Linked DNA regions of Sus scrofa: region 2 is linked to region 1. A link is a contact called in public promoter capture Hi-C data. All regions are on one chromosome and are shown on one strand. Each heading gives the region's core, a stretch centred on a gene start, on an enhancer-like site or on the middle of the called end of the contact. The rest is flanking DNA. Distances are from core to core; before and after follow the strand shown.

The links. Promoter capture Hi-C pulls out the DNA fragments that hold promoters and counts their contacts.
Region 2: a promoter capture Hi-C map of fetal liver shows a contact between it and region 1, with 4 times the contacts expected there. The contact joins the promoter of PIK3CB here to the promoter of ARMC8 in region 1. A contact is called at or near these places in 2 of 5 promoter capture datasets (fetal liver and liver) and 1 of 47 Hi-C or Micro-C datasets (heart right ventricle).

Annotation. Positions count from the first base shown.
Region 1 is chr13:78,977,978-78,984,391 of Sscrofa11.1, forward strand. ARMC8 (armadillo repeat-containing protein 8) reads left to right here and starts at 4,707. Exons shown (of 23, transcript XM_021069500.1): 1 at 4,707-5,005. The coding sequence starts at 4,961.
Region 2 is chr13:79,609,552-79,616,561 of Sscrofa11.1, forward strand. It overlaps PIK3CB (phosphatidylinositol 4,5-bisphosphate 3-kinase catalytic subunit beta isoform), which reads right to left and starts at 1,289. Exons shown (of 25, transcript XM_021069526.1): 1 at 1,000-1,289.

The sequences.
Region 1 (6,414 bases), core at 3,457-5,956:
GTAACTTTAGTCCTGGTGAGGTTACTTCATAGATGTTCCCTTAGCCCCACACACTTTGATTTATCATCCTACATTTCTAATGACAGTTTCCCTTCACCTTTTGCCTGAAAACTCTGTGATAACAGGGAATCTATCTCTCTTGCTAATTGCATTACCACCCCTGGCTGTAATACCTACATAGTAGGTAACTAGTATATATATTTTGCTAAATGAATTAATTTCCAGGATCCTTGGTCCTCTTTTTTATTATTATTCTTTAAATGAGTTCCTTTCTGATTATTAAAGAAAAAAACCCAATTACTTATTGTTTTTCACATAGTGACTCTGTTTTTTCACACTTAAATTCTTCACTTTGTTTCCTAAGATCAAAGGCATTCTCTTCAAAACAACAGTACAATTATCAAAATCAGTACATTAATGGGAAATTCCCACTGTGGTGCAGTGTGTTAAGGATCTGGTGTTGCCCCAGGTGCAGCTCAGATTCAATTCCTGACCCACGAACTTCCATGTGCTATAGATATGAGCCCCCCATCTCCGCCCCTGCCCCAAGAAAATCAGTACATAATAGTCATACTTCAGAGTTCCCGTTTGGCTCAGAGGGTTAAGAACCTGACTAGTGCCCATGAGGATGTCCCTGATCTCACTCAGTAGGTTAAGGATCTGGCATTGCCACAAGTATGGTGTAGGTCACAGCTGTGGCTGTGATCTGACATTGCTGTGAGCTGTGGCATAGGTGGGTAGCTGCACCTCTGATTGGACTCCTGGCCTGGGAACTTCCATATACCATGGATGGAGACCTAAAAAGAAAAGAAATCAAAACAAAAACCAATGATACCTCATCTATAGATTTTGTTCACATTTTACCAACTTGTTCTTTGTAGCAAGAGGGGAATTTTTTATCCAGGATTCAATCCTAGATCATGAGTGGCATTTAGTTATCTTGTCATTTTAGTTTTCCTTAGTCTGGAGAAATTTCTCAGGTTTGTTTTTTTTGTTTCGTTTTGTTTTGTTTTTGTTTTGTTTTGTTTTTGTTTTTGTCTCTTTAGGGCAATACCCAAGGAATATGGAAGTTCCAAGGATAGGGGTAGAATTGGAACTGTAGCCACCAGTCTGTGCCACAGTCATAGCAACTCCTAGATCTGAACCCCATCTCATGGCAACACCAGATCCTTAAGCCACTGAGTGAGGTCAGGGATCAAATGCAAGTCCTCACAGATACTAGTCAAGTTCATTACCCCTGAGTCACAATGGAACTCTTAATTCCTCAGATTTTTTTGTCTTTCTTGTCAATTTTCAAGGGTGTAGATGTTTTATTTTGTTGTATGTCGCTCAAGCACAATTTGTCTAATGTTGCCTCCTGCTTACACCTATGCATTTTTGGCAGGAATACCACAGAAGTGATGTTGTGTCCTTCTTGGTGCATTATATCATGGTGTCTACTTATCCCGCTCATGGTGATATTAATTAGAATCACTTGAATAAAGTGGCATCTACCAAGTTTCTCTACAATCATTAGTAACTTGTAGGGAGGTACTGCTTCTCATGTTATTTCCACAATTAGCTTTAGCACCCATTGACAATTCTTGCCTCAAACAATAATAACTTATATGGTTGTCAAGGGATGGTTTTCAAATTCCATCATTTCTTCTATATTTGTAAGTTGGAATTAGACCATATCAGTTATTCAGTTATAAAGAGTATTTTATTCCTTCCGTCCTCCCTCTCCTCCTCTTTCTTCTTTTTTTCTTTTTCTTCATGAGTATGTTGCTACTTTCAAAAACATGGCTTTATATCTCTATGCTGGCAGCTCCATTTAGACACTTATATATACCTTTCAGATTCATTTCTTGCTACTTTTTTCCTTTTTCTTTTCTTATTTATTTATTGCTTTTTAGGACCACAGGTGCAGCATATGGTAGTTCCCAGGCTAGGGGTTGAATAGGACCTGCAGTCACCAGGCTATGCCACAGCAACTCGGAATCCAAGCCCCATCTGCAATGCACACTACAGCTCACAGCAATGCCAGATCCTTAACCCACTGAGTGGGGCCAGGGTCAAATCCAAATCCTCATGGATACTAGTTGGGTTCGTTACTGCTGAGCCACAACAAGGAACTCTGTTTTGCTACTTACTTTTGTTTGTGTATTTCTACTTTTTCTTAAACTCACACTTTGTTGTCATTTTTTCCCAGAAATTAATACTGCTCTGAAATATGGAAGGATAGGGAGAAATTTCACTCCTGTTTGCAGTGGAGTCCATGTGGCTATTTGCCTCTATCACAGTGCCAAAGTTAACTGTTTTGTTGCTGCTGTTACATGGAGGCTGAACCAGAAATTTTTCTTACTCCCCAATTTCTACTCATTTTTACCTTCGAAGGGTGTACCTGAGGTTAATTAACAGCAAAAATTGAACTAGAAATGAGATTCTTGATCCCCAGGCTTAGGGATTTGCTAATCAATGCTTCCTTCCTGCAAAATAGCCACGTCAGTCTTCTGGAAATAAAACAGAAAAGCTTCAGTAGCAGAGATATTGGATGCCTTGAGTCATATTCCCTAGTCCCTCCAGACTCTGATTTCAGCCACAACTTTAATAATAATTCTGCTGCAATTCAGATGCATACTGCCCATATCCTACCCCGAAAGTGAGCCTACAGATTCTGCTTTTCTGCATCAGCTTAAGGAAGCCCTCTCTGTTCCTTGTACAAATACAATATAGGAGGGTAGGAATTAACAGCATTAGGGAAATCTTCAACCACTACAGGATGAGAGTGGTGGATAATGCTCCAACTTCAATACGGCTGTCTAGAGGAGCATGCCGTATGTTTCTCAGGGTCCTCAAGGAATAAGCAGCGACTTCAGCAACAGACCCTTAAACTGATTGTTTCTTCTTTTCTCTCATTCTCCCTGATCCATCAGTTCTGTTCCATGGAAACACTTCCCAAATAAACCACCTGCACCCAAATCCCTGTCCCAGGATCTGCCTTTGAGGGCACCCAAACTAAGTCAAAAATTCATTCTATGCTAGATGAGATAAAATTGCTAGAAGACAAAATCCCTAGTGCTTGCTCTGAAGTGTGTGATGGGAAGACAAGTAAAACATTACCTCCCAGGTTATAGTCTATTGTTGGAGATGCTACATTAGTAGCAAGAACAGAATGATGCATGAAGACATGGGGGAGGGATCACCTGACCTTACCAGAAGGGCTTCCTGGAGGATGTATTGCTGGAGCTAATTAATGAAGTGGAGATCAAATACAGCTGTAACAATTCTACATCATACAAAGGTCAACTGAAAATTTAGTTGATACCTCTGTATGCTTTGTATAAGGGTTATGCTGTGCTCTGCTGCAATACATGACATGACTGTAGAGGATACACGAATGAACACTTAAACATCTTTGTAGTTATGTTAATACGTACTAGAATAAAAATAAGGAGCAAAAATACGCTTGATTTTTCAGAGTATTATGGCTTAGGCTGCGGCCAAAATTATATAATGAGTTGAAATTGGCTTTAAAGAAAAATATTGAGTGTGTAATAATACCTGGGTGTAGATTGGCAAAGATTGTGTGGCTGGACTGCAGATTACTGAAGTTTGGGAAACAGTGTTGCAGCAGAAAGAAAATTAGAATGAGATTCCGCTTTCCAAAAAGTCAACAGTTAGTTGGAGAACACAGGCCCATAAGCAAAGATGTTTAGGGCTACAATGAATTTAGAAACTAAGTACAGGGCCAAGATTGGAAAGCAGTGAGGAGTAAAGTGGAGAGGCTAGAGTTACAACATCAGTTGGAAGACTTTGGTCCAGGGGAGAGGTAATACCAACCTGAATTAGGGAGTGGTTATAGCAATGGAAAAAAGACAAGTAATGTAACAGGTTCATTGCAATCATCCTGCAAAAGAAAACCTTACTGATTGAAAGCAGCAAATAGTTGAAACCTGTCTATGGCAGTTTTGTCCACACACAGAAAAGGAGTGAAAAGAGCTGAATCCATCCATGAGAAAATAGAATTAGAAGCATGTTTTTATTTGGCTTCAGTTATCAAAGCGTTTTAGCACGAATTAGTCAGATATTTGCCCCTATATATATATATATATATATATATATATATATTTTTTTTTTTTTTTTCCTACTTGACTCAGAGCCTGGAGAATACTAACACAGATAATAACGCTTTCTACGTTCCAGGCATGTTCTAAGAGCTTTACATTCTCCAACCTCACAACCCCTTACTTTACACAAAAGCAAACCTTAGGAGTGTAACTTGCCGGGGTAATGGTACTGTGAAGTAGCAAGGATTAAACTCAGGCATTCTGGCTTTAGAGTATATATTCTTAATACTACACTAGAATAAAAGGGTCAGGTAGATAATGTTGAAACGGGTCACACTTCATCGGTGGATCGTGAAACACTCTTACTGGCGACAGAAGACGTGGTTCTGAGACCACAGTTTCTCCATCTGTAAAATGGAGATAATAACGACGCTAGGAGTCTGGTGCAAAGGACTGAGATAATGAATGAGAAAGCGAATTTCAAATTACGTAGGTGGCTCCACACACCAGTTTTTCGGAATAATGAATACGCGAACTCAGAAGTTGCAACGAAAGGATCTGTGCAGCTAGCCGCGAGACTCCGCCCCTGAAGCTCCCCCACCGAGAGCCGCAGGTGGGGCCGGCAGACCTCCTTTGCGCATGCGGAAACTGCTGCCCGCTCCCACCTCTAACCCAGGCTGAGCGTAGCTGCCGTTTCTGAAAAAACGATTCGTAACGAGGTCCCTGGCGCGGTTTCCCTTTGCTCTCCCTCTGCGGGCCCCGGCCGTACTTCAGCAGTGTCTAGAGCGTGGTCTGTTCTCACCTACCTGCCTCATTTTCTGAAGAGGTACCTGTGGTTGGCCTAATAGTTGGCTGTCGAAAGTGCCGGCCCCCGCGCCGGCGCCGGCTGCAGCCGGGTGGGAAGGCTCAAGATGGCGTGCCTGTTGGAGACCCCAATCCGCATGAGCGTCCTCTCGGTGAGTGACCCGCCGCAGCCGCTGGCCCGCGCGCCAGCCCGGGAGCTCAGGCCCAGCTCGCAGCGTTCACCACAAACGCGACGTGCCTTCTGGGCACCACCCCTTGAGGTGGTCTTCTGCTCAGCTCTGGGCCGGGGAGGGAGCGAGGGTGGGTGGGTGGGTGGGCGGGCGGGATAGTCTGGATCCCGGCCGAGCCAGAAACGGCTCCAAGTACGGGAACGCTCACCGGTGCAGGTTCTCAGGACAGCGGGCGGGGAGAGTGGGCTTACGGGCGGCCGGCCCGGCGGCGCGGCTTGGGCTTTGCCAGGCGTTTCCCCGTGCCTTTCTCTTAGCGATGCCGCTTCTCCGGGGCCGAGCGCTCTACTCTGCGAGGCGCAGGGCTCGCTGCTGGCCTGGGGATGAGCGCCCACCCAGTCCCCCGCGGCTATCGCAAAAACTGGTAGAGGCTCCTTGGCTCCCACAGTCTTGGGGCTGCCAGGCCAGGTCTGTGTGGTATCTATTGCTTCCCAGCACCCGGTCATAGGCTAGAGCTGTTTGCCTCTTGGCAACGGAGCCTTATCAGCTGCAACGTCTCCTGGTGTATGTAGTTATTTAAGCCTTTTTCCTTCGCTTTGCTCTGGAGGTCGTAGCTCTCAGTCTAAAGGAACCTGTGCCTGGCATTCCGCTTTCCTTCAAGGGGAGTCAAACATTGAAAAAAGCGAGCGGTCAAATTTTCCTACTATTTTTAGAAGTAATACCTAGTTTGTCTGCTTAAGTTTAAAAATAAAACCAAAACAGGACTTTCGATGTTGCTCTTGAGAGAACCAGGATCAGGGGTGAAAGTTACTAGGAGATAACTTAGAAAAGTTTTGCCGCAAATTAGAACTGTCCAACTCTGAGGATGGCCAGTTTACCAGTGGTCCATTTGCTGTTGTTAGAAACAAGTGGTCAAAGGCTGATTTGTCTATCTTTTTAGACTTGTTGTGGAAGTCGGTCTGATGCTGAGAGGGATGGTTGGATTCTAGATGACTTGTCAGGTTCCTACAGTCTGTGTCCAAATGATTTCTTTTTTCTTCCCTGACTTCCGCAAACACTCTCACCTATCTGGAAGCACTTAGGACGTTTGCTGCAATACTTGGTTAGAGTATTGTGGCATACTCCACCTTGATAATTTATTTGGTGGGGAGGGAGCTGTGCGCAAATTTGTCCTTCCTTTGATCCGTTTTAGTAGTCCCTTATTTTTAAACTGCAATTGGGGAAAAACTGTTCACCTAAGCGTTGAAATAAATTCAATTACTCCACCTCTGACACCTGGACTGTTTCGTGGGATGGGGCCAATGACTTTTCCCTAGTTACGTCTTTTTTTTTTTTTTTTCAACCATGCATCCTGACTGTTCTCAATTTCCTTTAATTATCTCATTCATCCTTCA
Region 2 (7,010 bases), core at 39-2,538, 630 kb after region 1:
TCCATATTCTGTTTATACTCTGTAACAAGTGACAGAGCTTAAGTGTCACTTAAGATTATTTAAACAAAGTACTTCAAGTTGAATGTGACCCACCATCTTTCATCGAAGCGAATCCTAAAATCGTTGGGTTTTATTTCAACAGTAATTTCCACTCAGTACCTGAGACAGGTATTCCAAGGCAGCCTTAGCAAGAAAAGAGACTCCAGGATGAGACTGTAGGATTCTGTTTTAGCTCTAAGATAACAGGCTCCAATTAAAGTAACTTCAGTGGAGGTTACTGCAACATCAAGGCACGTCGGAAATAAATGTGCCCCCAAAGGTACACCCGCACCCGCAGCCAGGAATCAGCAATAGCCAACCAAGGAAGATGCTGCAGCAGAGTTTCTCCTAACAGCCTACCACTGACCAAGCACTTGCTGTTTGGTCATGCACATCATCCTGTCCTAGCTTCACAACAACCCTGTGAAGTACGCATAATTATTCCCATATACAAACCCGGATACTTTAGTCCAAGGCCCCAGGGCTGGTCAGTGGCGGCGCTGGGATTTGAAAATACGACTATACCCCCAGCATTCCAGGATGCCCGCCCCTAAAATACACTCAACGCAAAAAGGCACCTGAGGGTCGGGAGCTCGCGGGTGTCCGCACGGACGCAGGGGGCGAGGACGCCGCCTCTCCCCGAGAAGTCCCTCAGAAACCGGACCCAAAGTGCCGGCAGCCCGGGACACCCGGCCGCGTCTATGCCGCCCGGAGGCCGGGAAGCGCCGCACCTCGGAGAACCCCGGGAGGGCCGCAGGCGAGCGAGGCGCCCCAGCGGGCTGGAGGGCCGGTGTCCTCCGCGCGGACAGGAAGCGCGGCGCTGGCACCAGAGTCACGGGCGCCGCAGGCTGCGGCGGGCAAGAGCGCGCCGCCGGGCCGCGCGGGGGCACCTCGGCGGCCCGCCTCGACCGCGCCGCCCCTCAGCCCCGCCGCATCCGGGTCCCGCGTCGTCGCACTCACCTGCCCGGGGCTCCGCCGCCGCCGCCGGTTCCCGGCTCCGGGTGCGCGGTCAGCAGCCCAGGCCACCGCGACCGTCCAGCTGCAGCACCCCCATCCCCGTCTCAGTCCCCGCCCGCCTGACTCGCGCAGCGCTACACTAGCCCGCCGCCCACTGCCATGGCCCGCTCCGCCGCCTTCGCCGCCGCTGAACCACCGATTCACGGAGCACGCGCGCGCCGCCGCCGTGCTGCGCCCGCGCCCGCGCGCCCGCGCCCGCCTCCCAGGCCCGCCTCCCAGGCCCGCCTACCGGCAGCCCCCGCCCCGCCCCGCGCGCCGCTCTGGCCAATCCCCGATCTGCGGGCCGGGCTGGGCCGGGCTAGGTCGTGCCGGGCCGGGCCAGTAGAGCGGGTAGATGGGCGGAACCGCCGCTCAGCCCTCTCCAGCTACCTCCCAGCATCGGCGCTGCTGTGCAGCAGTTCCGCTCCTGCTTGCGGCTCCCGGAGGACTCGGGATCGGGAATCCCCAGCAAGTTGCCTTTAAAGAGAGAGCTACCACCTGCCCTGGGCCTTCGTAGCCGCCTCCGAGAGACCCTTCTCTTCCTAGATTTCCTTGCTGGCCTTCTCTTCCCAGTCACTTTCCCCAGTTCTGCGACTGGACCGTTCTTTCGGTTCTTGGGCACTGTACTTTGCTTTTCCCTCCTCCTTTTCGTCACTTCTGTTCTGTGGGTGGGGTCGTTAGGTGGGATGCCCCACAACTGGACCTTCAATCCCTGCACTGGTCATAAAAGCAAAAATCCAGACTTCCAAGCCCAAGATTATTTTTCTGTGTGTTCATTTTTGCGATAACAACATTTGGATGCAGTCTTACAGTTTACCCGAGCCTTGTTCGCATATCTTATCTCCTGTTATCTTTGACCTCAACCGGGGAAGTTTCACAGTCCTCTTTTGTTGGCACACTTGAATTTCATTATTGAAAACAAAAATTTTTGCTGTACAGCAGAAATTGACAGAACAATGTAAATCACATATGACAGAAAAAATAAAAACCTAAAAAAATAAAATACGGTAAAATAAGAATTTTAACTTATGGTAAAATTGTTGTAACTTACTGCTACTGTAATAGCTCAGGCAAATTAGTTTAATAGTCTGGGATGGAATCTCAAGTGCACCTAATATAAAGCAAAGGTAGCAAAAAAGTTGGTGACAAAAGAATAGTTTATATGATCAATGATCCTGCTGTAATTGGTTATTCGTAATAATTCAAATATAGAATGATACCATATTCAAAAATATGTTCCAGAAGAGTTAAAGACATAAAAATAGACAAGACAAAGACTTCAAGTAAAATTTTTAAAGAGTGGTAATATAATATTAGTGAGGGGAAACTTAAAGCAAGACAGAAAGCCCAGAATCATCAAAGAGGAAAAAAAAAATTCTACCTAAATATTTTACATGATATCACACGCTAACAAGACAAAAAAAAAAAAAAAAAAAAAAAAAGAATAAAACTGCACAAAACATATGACAGACACACTGTATCTTTAACATAAAGGAGTCTCTATAAATGGACTTTTAAAAAAGCCAAATAGCCCAGTGTTTTTTAAAAATGGGCAAAGTATACAAGCAGATAATGGATGGAAGAGAAAATCCAAATCGTTCATTAAAAAACACTTATTTCACTAATAGTCATGGAAAAGCAAATTAAAACACTAATCCATTTTTCACTCATTAGATTGGCAAACATTAGCAGGACCAATCAATGATACATAGGGAAACAAGCCCTGGTACATCTCTGATGGGACTGTAAATTGCTACAAACTTTCTAGGTATAATCTGGGAATAGTATTAAAGTTTAAAATTCCTACACATTGACCAAAAATACATTAACTCTGCCCTACGGAAAAACTAAAGAAAATACTATTTGTAAGGATATATACAAGGATGCTGTAGTGGTTGGATGGTAGCCTTCCAAAAGATAGATGAACATAGCCTTATTTGGAAAAAGCATCTTTACAGATGTAGTTAGTTAAGGACCTTGAAATGAGATCATCCCAGATTTGGGGTGGGCCCTAAATCCAATGACCAGCATCCTTTTAAGAGAAAGGCAGAGAAAGATTTGAAATAGAGACATAGAGATAAAGGTAATGTGAAGAATGAGGCAGAGTTGGGAGTGAGGTATCAACAAGCCAAAGAATGCCAAAGATTGCTAGCAGCTACCAGAAACTAGGAGAGAGACACAGAGTCTCAGAGCTTGCCAATGCTTTGATTTCAGATTTTGGAACTCCAGAAATGGGAGAGCAGAAATTTCTGTTGTTTTAAGCCACCCAGTTTGTGGCAATTGTTAAAGCTCCCCCAGGAAACTAACATAGATTCATACTGTATTATTTGTAGTGCAAAACAAACACAAACAACAAACTGGGAACAACTGGATTGTCCATAGGTAATGGAATCCAAGAATCAACTGTACTGCCTCCATACTACACAATGTTATACAATAATAAAAATGAATTAAACCTGTTTGTGTTGACCCAGAGGGATGTTCATGATATAATGCTAAGTGGAAAATGCAAATTACAGAATAATTAATAGTGATATGATCTTGTTGGTATGTTGCTGACCATTCAGATATATATATTCATGTGGGCATAGTGAAAGGGGTGGAAGAATTTACACTAGACTGATTACACTGGATAGCTCAGAGGGCAAAAGGCGGAGGTGTTAGGTGGGAGGGAGTTGTATTTTTCTTTATAAATTTTTTGATATCTTACTGTTAAAACCAGTGTATGTATTATCTTATGCCTTTAGTAAATACAGCTTTAAAGGAAAAAAAGCAGTTGTGACTAGTTTTTAAATCATGACTAAAGTTGTGAACACAGGAAAATGTTCTATTTGTCCAATTTTAGAAGATTCAAATGTTCTCCATTGCCCCCACTCTGCTACTATTGGGTTCTGACTTAAATGTTCAATATATATAATCCTTTGGTTGGTTGGTTGTTTTTTTTATGTTTTCCCCCTATTTTCCTTCTTCTTACTTCTGAGTATTTCTAGGTTCACAAAATTTTTATTTTTATTTTTAGAATTTGTAAGTGCTTCCTTTTCATTGTATTAGTAATAAATTCACATGATCTGGAATCCAAAATGCACAACCCAACATGCAATAAAAGTCTCAGACAATCAAAGGTGTCCAGTTTTTATGAGCATTCTTCCAGAAGTATTGTCTGTATATATGAGCAAGTATAGGTATATTTCCCCATTTTTAACACGTATGGCAGCATGCTTCCTTTTTTCGCATAGTATCTATCAGGTTATTTTATATATTAGTGCTTATAGAGTTTATGTATGCTTTAATTTTTTTTTTTTTTTTTTTTTGGTCTTTTTAGGGTTGCACCACCCATAGCATATGGAGGTTCCCAGACCAGGGGTGGAATTGGAGCTGTAGCTGCCAGCCTACGCCACAGCCCTACTCCATAGCTCTACGCCACCAGATCCAAGCTGCATCTGCAACCTATACACAGCTCATGGCAACACCAAATTCTTAACTCATTGAGTGAGGCCAGGGATTGACCCTGTTTACTCATGGGTACTAGTCATATTTTGTTTCCACTGAGCCACAATGGGAACTCCTAATTTTTTATTTTTATTTATTTATTTTTTAAGGCAACGCCTGTGGTTAGGGGGTGAATAGGAGCTGCAGCTGCTGGTCTACACCACAGCTACAGCCACAGCAACAATGGATCTAAGCCACATCTGTGACCCACTTGGCAGCTTGTGGCAACTCAGAATACTTAACCCACTGAGCAAGGCCAGATATTGAACCTGCATCCTCATGGACATTATGTCAGGTTAGTAACCTGCTGAGCCACAGTGGGGAAATCCCATTTTTACCACTATATCCTTTCTTTTGGTGGGGGGCCTGCACCTGCGGCAAATGGAAGTTCCCAGGGATCTGAACCACATCTGCAGCCTATGCCACAGCTTGTAGCAACACCAGATCCTTAACCCATTGAATCGAACTTGAGTACTTATGGACACTATGTCAGGTTCTTAACCTGCTGAACCACAATGGGAATTCTGTACTTTTATTCTTTTATACTTTTACTGCTATATAGAATACATTCAAAAAACTGCCCACATCATACATTTTCACAAAGAACACACCTGTGTAACCAGTTCCCAAATCAACAGAGAACATGACAAATATCTCAGAAACCACCTGTGACCCCTTTCAGTCACTGCCCTACCCCCAGAGATAATCACTATCCCAACGTCTACCATTAGAGATCCATTTTTCCTGTTTTTGAACTTTAATTAAATAGATTCATACAGTGTGTACTTTTTTGAGTTTGGCTTCTTTTGCTCTACATTTCCTGTACATTGTTTTGATATTCATACAATATTGTATGTAACTGTATTTTGTTCATTCTCATTGTGATACAGTTATTTCATTGTATCTGCATCCTATCTTCTGGTTGTATAATGTTCCATTGTAAGGATATACTACAATTATCTGTCCCTTATTGGCAGATATTTTTAGACTATTTCCAATCTTTTGATATACAAACAATGCTACAATGAACCACTTTGAATTTATATCATCTTGTGCATTTGCAAGTATAACTAGAGAATAAATTCCTAGAAGTTGAATTATTGCAACAGGTATAGTTATTTGTCATTGAAAAGGATGTTGCCAAATTACCCTCTCTGAGAGTATACCCTTTCTTTATGCTCCCACCAGCAGAATATTTGAGAGCTAAAATAAGAGTTTGGAGACTTAGAAATTACATTGTACCACCCATTCATCTTCCCAGGGAGAATTCCAAGCTCTCAAAACTGAAAAGACTTGCACAAAGCCCTGAAACAAGTTACTTATCACCAAATTCTGAAGGAAGAGGCCTGGATGCTAGTCTCACATATCAAAGAAAAAGCCTCAACCATCCTGTCCTGCCCACAGGACATGCTATTGGCATGCTGCCTCTCCCCTCATCTTCCCCAACAGCCTTCAAAGACCAGTTCAAAAAGGCCCAGCCACACACACATACACACACACACACACACACACACACACACACACACACACACACACCCCAGAGCCACCAACCAAAGGAAGAAGGGGGTGGAAACTGAAAGGTAGGGGAGGACAGAGGGGACTCAGGGAACCAGACAGCGTATTCTCCTGTAAAGCAAAGTAAGAGACATGTAAGGTTTTGAAGGAAAATTCAGTGAGACTGTTACACACACTTGTGAGTACACACATACATACACACACATCATAACTGAATTATGTGATATTGTACAACTACAAAAAGAATGTGGCAGGAATTCCCTGGTGGCTCAGTGGGTTAAGGATCCAGCATTGTCCAACAAAGTCTCTTTGAACTGGTGGCAGTTCAATCTCTGGCTCAGAACTTCTTTATGATGTGGATGCAGCTGGGGGAAAAAAAATGAATGAGCCATTTCTATATGAATTAATCTGGAATAACTCCGAAATATTATTTAATGAAATAGGCAAGAGGCAGAACAATATGTTCTGCTACCATTTGTATATGCGTAAATTATTATCAGAAAGCCACAAGAAACTAACAGTGGTTACCTGGAAAAAGGAGAAGTAGAGGTTGGGAAACAAGAGTGGAAGGGGGAATTAATTTTTATGGCTATTGTCTTTTATGCTATTTGAAATTTTTTATCATGCTCACATACTACCTATTATATAACAATAGATATGTAAAGTAGGTATACTTTATATATCTATTTTGTATATTTATATAACTTGTATTTTATATATATATAATTTGTATTTATATATATATAGAGAGAGAGAGAGAAAGCCTATAAAGCTCTGTAATTTAGCCAGAGATAGCACCATTATTGAGGAAGGAGAGGCAAAAAACAAGAAAGGAAGGTGTGGTGCCTAATAAAGGAGCCAGTGAGGCAATGGGGGCACTAGAAGGACAGGAAGTAGGCTCCTGGACTAGCCTTGCAAATCTAAAAGGTGGATCACGTTGTATTTCAAGAACAATTTGTCTTCCACCCTAT